Regions from separate parts of the Gossypium hirsutum genome. Here region 2 is linked to region 1. The links are chromatin contacts, called in public Hi-C maps. All regions are on one chromosome and are shown on one strand. The core of a region is the stretch at or near the end of the contact, and the rest is flanking DNA. Distances in the headings are between cores, read along the strand shown. Region 1 overlaps LOC107899046 (sulfoquinovosyl transferase SQD2). Region 2 overlaps LOC107899048 (glycerol-3-phosphate 2-O-acyltransferase 6).

Region 1 (4,370 bases), core at 951-3,450:
TCATCTTGAATCTCTGCATAATTCACTTCTTTACTGGAACATTCCATTGAAAATGTCCCAGCTTGTGACATCTGTAACATTCTACCATGGCTTTATCGAAACTCTACTTGCCTCATCCTCTTCCTTTAGCCATCACGACCTCTAGCCCAGCCACCAGAACGATCTCCATGAGTGATCTTCAAAGCATTTTCTTTTTCATCATGAGATCCCATATGTTGTTCATGCATAAGCAAGCTGCTTTGCAATTCATGAATGGTTAGTATACTTGTATCCCGAGACTCCTCAATACTACAAACAACGTAATTAAACTTGCTAGTCATGGATCTCAAAATCTTTTGAACAATAGTACCATCCTCCATAACCTCACCGTTAGCCTTCATCTTATTGACTATGATGAGAGTTCGAGCAAAAAACTCATTAACAGATTCCCCTACTTTCATACGAAGAATTTCAAATTCTCTGTGAAGAGCTTGCAGGTGTGCACGTTTGACTCGTGTTGTGCCTTGATATTTTTGCTTCGTGGAATCCCATATGCTCTTTGTTGTATCATTTTTAAGAATCGTCTCCAGAATTGTACGATCCAAAGCCTAAAACAAATAGTTCTTGGCTTTCAAATCTTTTAGTTTTTTATCTTCAATGCTCCTTTTCTGTGCGTCAATTGCATCTTCCGCAGCAACAGGAATGCCATTCTCCACCAATCCCCAATATTCATTGGAACGTAAAAAATTCTCCATAAGCATCGCCCAATGATCATAATGCCTATCAAACTTCGGAACTGCTAGTTGAAAAGAAATGGAGGAGAATGATTTTTTACATTGAGTAAAACTGAAAATACTGGGCTATTATATAGCCTTACATAGCAACTAAAAAAAATAGAAATAAATAAGTCACCGCTAACAACCAAATAAACTTGAACGACTAAAATATCCCAGGGATTTATTGAACAAACTTTAACCAACAAACTCTGACTAATTTCTAACTAATGATAATATAAATTATATATTATATATTATAAGCTCAATAATAAGAAATAAGAAATTCACCCTTGACAGTAATATATGTTGTATATGTAAATCCTAGATGTGAAAACAGACGTAATTCGGCCTTGAAATGAAAAAAAAAAAGGGAATATAGATAGAAAAAGGGGGAAGGGGTTGGACGTAAAGTAAAAAAAAAAATCGATATGCTAAAATAAAATACGAAATGAAATTGAAACAAGGCTAAAGAGATAGAAATAAGGAATCATAAATAGAATTCCGGTTCAAATTCCATAGATAATATGGATGGTGTTGCCTATAATAATGGACAAATGAAACACTCTTCCAAAATTTTTATTTATCCACTTCCTATTTTGAAAATAGGTTGGTTGAACTTAAAAATTCCTTCATTGAATAAGGAAACAATCCAATTGCATGCACTTGAATTGGATGGGACCAACGAAATCGAGCGCTAACCCCTATTTCTTATTGAATTAACTGATCAACTGTTGGTTAGACTTCAGATTAATGTGCAAAAGTTATATATTAGGATTATGATTCCCAAAGTACATATACATAACTTTTTTAACGCCCCATCTTTATAAAAAGAGAGATTTACTTTATCTAAAATACTTTTGCATTAATTTGGAAGATCAAAGCCACAATATTTTAAAATTTCAAGATATTGATGGATTCATATACTCTTTCGCATCTAATTTTTATTTTTGATGATCTGACACGACAGATCTCTATTTATCAAGTTTTATATCAAAATTTACAATTCTAATACTAAGTTCACGTATTGTAATTATATAGCATGAAAAGGGTGAACAAAAATAGTAAAAAGTTCTTATAGGTTTGAATATATAAATCAATTGTAAATGAAGGATAAATTTATGTAAATCATATTTATCTTTTTTAGTTAAGATAAATGAAGGGAAATTTTACAATTTTTCTACTAAATTCACTTTTAAAAAACCAAAAGCTAAAATTTTTAATTTTTTTGGGTTGAGTTTTCAAGCCAATTTGAAAAATTAGTTTTATTTGAAAAGCTACTTTTTGACTCGAAAAACTAAAGGCTAAAAATGAGCCCAGAAAAAAATACAACAAAAGAGCTAGGCTCAAATCAAGCCCAAAAAATAAAAACTCGCTTCTAACCCACCCAACCGTCGCCGTGATCTAGAGAGGGTGCGACCAGGACATTTGGGGATAAAGGCCTGAAAAAAACAACGGTATCTTAGAGCCAGCTAAAACCACGGAAAGAAGAGGAGCCATAGCCACCAGGAGCGGCATCAGTCATTCTGGGAGTCTAAAACCCATCAACAACCAATCAAACAGAAACCAAAGCGACGACGCCTTTCTATATGCGCAGCAAGGGCCTTGATGAACCATGAGAAAACAAAAGTCCCGAGGAATTACCAGACTGGAAAGAAGAAAAACATGGAGAGGACCCACAAGGCGATCGGGAACCAAACAGCCCACCATTCGAGATGTAGGAGATATCGGGCTTTTTTTATTTTAAAAAAAAACAAGATAAAAGTATCAGGCAGCTTGCGTCGACCAGCAGAGAAGGGTTTCCCTTCATTCATCACAGAGAAGGGAGTAGATAATGAGTGGGTTGAAGTTTTTAAGTATTATTGCAGGGAAACCATATATGCATTGAAATTTTAGTTCGTTAAAGTTTAGCTAAAAGTTTCATACAATGAAACAACCATTCTATTTTATTCCAATATTTTCAAATAGATCATTTCAAGCCCATAGTGTGCAACAAATTAACATATTGCTAAGGCAAAAAAATAAAACACACACACACACACACACACACCATAGAAGAGCCTCTTTGAAGCCCTGAACAAGTTCACAATCCCTATCAACATGCTAATTCCTTAAAATTCTACTGACCAAATCTATATAATATATCTAAATCACCTAAAGTTGATTGCTGGGGATGGGAAAAGGCGTTCTGTAAGCCACTGCAGAGGTCTGTTGGAACAATGGCAGCAGCAACAATGAACAACAAAGAGCATAAGCTCATGAAAAACAGGAAGTAAAACAAAACAAAAGAACAAAATGAAAATCCAAAGAGAAGCAGCAAGTAACCGAATGAGAAAAGTTCCCCATCAGCTTTCATTCCATTTCCATTTCAAAATATAAAGGAGATACAAAAGCAAGTCAGTTACCTAAACGTAACTACTCCCACCAAATTTGGCAAGTTGCCAACTAAAATAATACAAGTCAAAAGCTGAAAATAAATCAGCTATTACATCCATCATTTTCATATCTTACTAACTCTAGAAATCAAGTTACATGTCAACTTGATTGCTTTACAAAAAAAAAATCAAAATAAACAAAATGAAACAAGCAGCTCCTATTCGATTCTAAAGCTGGTCTGCTGCCGCTGGAAGTTTGTTGCATTGCAGGCCAATGCTCAACACTCCTCCTTGGACTGTAGGCAACAAACACCAATCGAATCTCGTAAGAATTCAAACCTGATTGTGCCAAGAGGCTTTGTCAAAATGTCAGCCAATTGATCTTGTGAGCTGCAATGTATAAGACACACTTCTTTGGATTGAACAATTTCTCGAACAAAGTAAAACTTGAGCTTAAAATGTTTGGTTTTGCCATGAAAAACAGGATTTTTGGAGATGGCAACTGCTGACTGGTTATCCACCATAATTTCAGTAGGCTCAAGCTGTTCTTCATTCAAATCACATAGCAACTTCCTAAGCCAAATGGCTTGATTCACTACTGCAGCTGCTGCTATGTATTCGGCTTCAGCAGTAGACTGAGCAACAGTTTGTTGCTTCTTTGAACTCCAACTGAAAACTCCCGAACCAAGTGTAAAGAAGTAGCCTGAAGTACTTCTCATATCATCAACTGATCCACCCCAGTCACTATCTGAGTAGCCAGTTAATTTCACCTCACTTCCTTTCTTGAACATTACACCAAACTTCAAAGTACCTTTGACATACCTGAGTATTCTCTTTGCTGCTTTCAAATGAGTTGTATTGCAGCTGTGCATGAATCTGGACAGTAGACTAACTGAATGCATAAGGTCAGGTCTGGTTGCTGTCAAGTAAAGTAAACAGCCAATCAAGCTTCTATACTCCTTTTCATCTACCTTTTCTTCATTTCCAAAGCTGCTTAGTTTCTCTCCCACAGCTAATGGTGTGCTCACTGGTTTGCTGTTTTCCATATGAAACTTAGTGAGAATTTTCAAGGCAAATGCATGCTGGCTGATAAAAATGCCTTGATCAGACTGGTCTACTTCCATACCAAGAAAGTAAGTCATGATTCCCAAGTCTGTCATGTCAAACATGTCTTGCATATTCTTCTTGAACTCCTGAATCAAATCGACCCTGCTTCCAGTCACTAATAGATCATCCACATATA
Region 2 (4,370 bases), core at 815-3,314, 210 kb after region 1:
TTCTAGGCCTTTTTAACCTAATACTCTGAAATGTGATTAAACCCGATTCTATTTTTATATTTTCCAAAATAAACTTTAATATTTATGTATTAAACAATTTTCTCATCCCTATTTTACCCTTCATAAAATTTTGACGATTTTACTCCTGGTAAAATTTCAAGAAAATATGTTCAATATTTCACAACTCAACATGTTCACTATGACCGAATGATTTCTTTTTTTTTCTATTCATTCTGTTCATTTCTATTCAAATACGCAATTCATTTCTGGTTTCAACAAGCTAATGAAAGGACGAATTAGACATATGTAGTTGAGGCTCAAATGATTTATAATTAAGTTGTGGTTTTTCGCCTATTAATTATAAACTCATTTAGTCACAAAGTCATTCCACTATGACGGACAAATAGTGATCAAGTCATCCATCACAAAGACGGACAACCCGTGGCCACGCTTACTTTTCATCAGCCATGTAATGCAAATGAGAGGATATCATTTACCCATGTTTTGGGCTATGAATTCCATTGTTGTGAATAACGCTACATATTACAGAAGTCGTACACCCAACACACTAGCTTTTGGTTTCTTATCTATTTGAACTCAGGCTTTTACTTACATCAAAGTATACGAGTCACGCATACATAGTCCACCATCCACTCAGAATTTAGGTATGTCACACTATGAATGTCACAAGTGAATAAATTCATAAACGGCTCAAGATCTATCTTGCTTGGGTCTTATCCGATGTACTGTCAGTCTAGTCAGTCACATCTATGTGTCTATCTTCTAGGAGTCATCCGCTCCCCTAAGACAATGCATCTTCTTAACTGGACTTGATAGACGACATTTAGTCTTTTAATCAATTTACTCATTTCCGATTAGAGTAATGACATGTTTAGGTTTGTCTAATAATACAAGTTGTCTTTTCGTACTACGATCTGACCACGTAATACCACTTACTATTAGTTAAACAATTAGACAACCAACGAACAAAATTTGCTTCCATTTTGCTTTGCATGCAAAAAACGTTTAAGTACAATTATACAAAGTATATTAATGTAATCAATGGATTTGTTTTATTAACCAATTTGTTCAAAAAAATTACAAGTTTACAAACGGATATACTACACTCAAGGCACCAAATCCAACAACCCTCCCAAGATGACTACTCGGGCAATGGATGGCCTAATCTTCATTAGAAACATGAAATCGTTGGTTATCAAACATCAAGTGGGTTCAACTGCTTTATCCCATCAGAGTTAGAATGAATGACATGGTCTATCCTATCATAGATATCCTCGTCCCATCGAAGACATCACTCCCACACACTCCGTAATGATGGCTAGATGGGAAGTCTAACACGTTAGCACCATATCACATAAGATCCTTGCGTATAAATACCTCCAAAAATGATGAAGAGGGATAAATCCTTCAAGAGTACTAAGTTACATCCTGCCAACACCCTTTTAGCCCTAAACCTTCAAGTTCTCTCCATCATCACTTTTCATAACCTCCAGCTCTCCGTTGGATAGGGTGAACCGGCACTCACAACAATCACTCTACTCTGCTCTGTATCCCTCACTTGTTGTATTACTATATAAAAAAATGTCCAAATATAAATTTAAACATTTATGTTAAGTAATATCTTAATGTACTACAGGCCAAACCAGACAGCAAGATCTTCCAAAACTTGCCTGCACAGTACCAGAAATATATAACATTCAAATTGGCAACGTGGACATCAAACCCTGCCAAACATTGACGATTGCAGCAACATACGTGAAATTAAGCTTCCACACATCAATGAGGTATGGCATCATCTGCCATATAACATAGGAATTATACGCATCGAAGCAGGTAAGAGCTATACCATGCATTAACGAGGATAACAACCAACAACAATAGTCAGCATATATAATATATGGAAGCTAAAAGTTGTTTAAAGATAACATCAATCAACATGATGAATTTATCGTGAAAAATGTACCCAGTTCAAATATTGGCCTCCTTAAACGAGGCTTGCCCATTGGGCTATAATAACCCACGAAAAGTTCTATCAAATGGACCGTTTTTTCCTTTGTTGGGGGTGCTGTCTTTGCCATGGTCTCTTTTTATATTTTATTGGATGAATGGAATCTGAATCCATATCACGTTTAGGTGTCTCATGTTGACAAACTGGCCCATAAGCTTTCCCACAAGGATCCCAACTTGTCCATAGCCTAATGGTGAAGTAGTTGGATTGGATTCCACGAGTTGTATACATTGCAACCTCCAATTTTCTTTCTTTACGACCAAGTTATGGAACTTGGCAGTTTAAAGCAACCCTTTTTGCGTATCAAATGTTTTTAATAGAATATAAGGAGGATCATATCCATACACATGTCAAAAAGGATATTCTAAGACTCAACAATATACTGATCAGTAAGAAAATATCAGAGTTTTACTAAGATAACAATATAATAAATGCTCGGCCCTTACATTAAACAGACAAAATTTAAGAGGTGCTGCAATTGTGGGGCTGTCTGACACCCGACAGGGTGTTTAACATAATGCCGCATTTGAAGCAACTACAGAGTGTTGTATCAACTTCAATGCTCTTTCTTCCACAGCCAGGAGTATAAGTTGAATTGTGAGGCTGGGATGTAAGAAATCCAGCTGTTTCAGGGAAGAAAGATGGGGATCGGTCATTGGTCAATGGTCACCTTTACCAATATGGACCACTCAAATCCTAACCAGTCCACTGATTTTTCTAATACTTTATTAGATACAATTATGGTGGATTTATTGTTTCGTGAATTGCTTATGTTCTTTACTGCTTTGAAGTTAACCAAATCCAGATTGCTTGTTGGTTGTAGCCTTGGTCATATTGCTGATTTGTTAAACTCAATGGCATATATTAAGAATAAATGGGAAGATTTCCACAAAAATCACCGACACTGAGCTAATTTTAAAGAAGTTATTAATGACTGTTCATCTTTAACTTAATGATCATCATTCAATTTCCTTTCTTTTGAAACAATGGTGATATCCCAAATCCTGAAAGAATGAGAATGCAGATAGGGTCGCATATACCGGTGTCATACTGTTAGGCATTTGGCTTGACACATTCAACATTTGTATGTATCAAAACAGAAGCAAATTATACATTGCTATTCTATTTATAATTAGCATCACAATCCTTTTTTATTTGTCAAGACAGTTTTTAACATAATGGAAAACAATAGACAAAACAATATAAATTAATTTAGCTCTGGATACTGATCCTCCTTTTTATTTATCCCCTTAGCCTTTTGCTTTTCTTGTTCTTTTTCCTTCTTTGATGGAACACGACCATCTGTTCCTGCAAGCATAACATACTTGTCCTTCCTTGTCAAGTTAGTGCATTCGAACCCCAATGTTCCAGCCAGCACCCTTTGTATGTAGTTTGAAACCTCAATGGCTGGCTTTCCACCATTGCAAGTGAGCTCTGCAGGCAGCTGGTTCAAGAAGGTGATCTCATAAGTTGGCATTGGATTCATGAAAACGAAGTAAGGATCCAACAATTTGTATCCCCTAACCGTTGTTCCGTGAAAAACTGTTTGTCTTGCATTGATCGCCACCGGCACGATTCTGTCAGTGAGTTCAGCAAACAATGCGCTGAATCTCAGCAGAAACGGTTCTCGGCAGGTAGTCCCTTCGGGGCATATGACCAAGTCACCTTCTTCGAGAAGGCGCTTGATGTTAGCTGCATCTTTCTCTCTTTCCCTTGATAAAGCAACAGCTTTAATCGGGGAAATAATTTCAGTGAATTTGCTAATACTATAAGTAACACAACTAATTTTTCGGCCTAGGGCAACGGCTGTAACAACTGGGTCTAAAACTGTTCTATGGTTGCAAACAAAGAGGACTCCACTTTGGCCTTTCTTAGGTGCAGGTGGAGGGGTACCCTTAACAATCAATTTGATTCCTAGGATCATGTAATTGTACCGAGCAATTCTCTCAGGCAAAGGGATGTTGAGATAGACCCTTAGTAGGGAGAGGATGAAGCCAATAGGAAGCCATAGGAAGGTCAAGAGGGCAGCCAATGGGGTTGGTCTTTGGACCAGCCGTCCTTCATGAAATATAACAGAGCTTAGAAGCTTGGTTTTTGGTAATGGCTCGCATTTGGTTCTTGGCACCATGTATCCTTCCTGCACACACACAAAACATCAACTTAAGAGCTAGACCATGCATAATTAAAACTAGCTAGCGTCATGTATATGGGGTAGTTTGTTTTATAACAAAAACAGAGTTAAATCGATGATTAGAGTCATTAGTTTCAATATCTATGGCTACAACTACATATTGAACATCACAAGGATAGGGTTGGAGTAAAAATGGCCTGAAAATGTGAA

What was found. Hi-C and Micro-C count contacts between places; a contact is called where the count stands out from the background.
Region 2: a contact with region 1 is called in a Hi-C map of leaf, with 2.1 times the contacts expected there. The contact joins two enhancer-like sites. A contact is called at or near these places in 2 of 34 Hi-C or Micro-C datasets (leaf and petal).

Annotation. Positions count from the first base shown.
Region 1 is chrD04:47,549,946-47,554,315 of Gossypium_hirsutum_v2.1, forward strand. LOC107899046 (sulfoquinovosyl transferase SQD2) reads right to left here. Exons shown (of 12, transcript XR_005911865.1): 12 at 3,074-3,286. Among protein-coding and RNA genes, the nearest start is that of LOC107899046, 11 kb to the right of the region's middle. Within about 2 kb of position 2,201, at least 9 of the 9 cell types and tissues checked have an H3K27ac peak or open chromatin away from gene starts, as enhancers often do. A contact at or near this core is called in leaf, where this site is marked.
Region 2 is chrD04:47,756,692-47,761,061 of Gossypium_hirsutum_v2.1, forward strand. It overlaps LOC107899048 (glycerol-3-phosphate 2-O-acyltransferase 6), which reads right to left. Exons shown (of 2, transcript XM_041090733.1): 2 at 3,119-4,166. The coding sequence ends at 3,237. Among protein-coding and RNA genes, the nearest start is that of LOC107899048, 3.3 kb to the right of the region's middle. Within about 2 kb of position 2,065, at least 3 of the 9 cell types and tissues checked have an H3K27ac peak or open chromatin away from gene starts, as enhancers often do. A contact at or near this core is called in leaf, where this site is marked.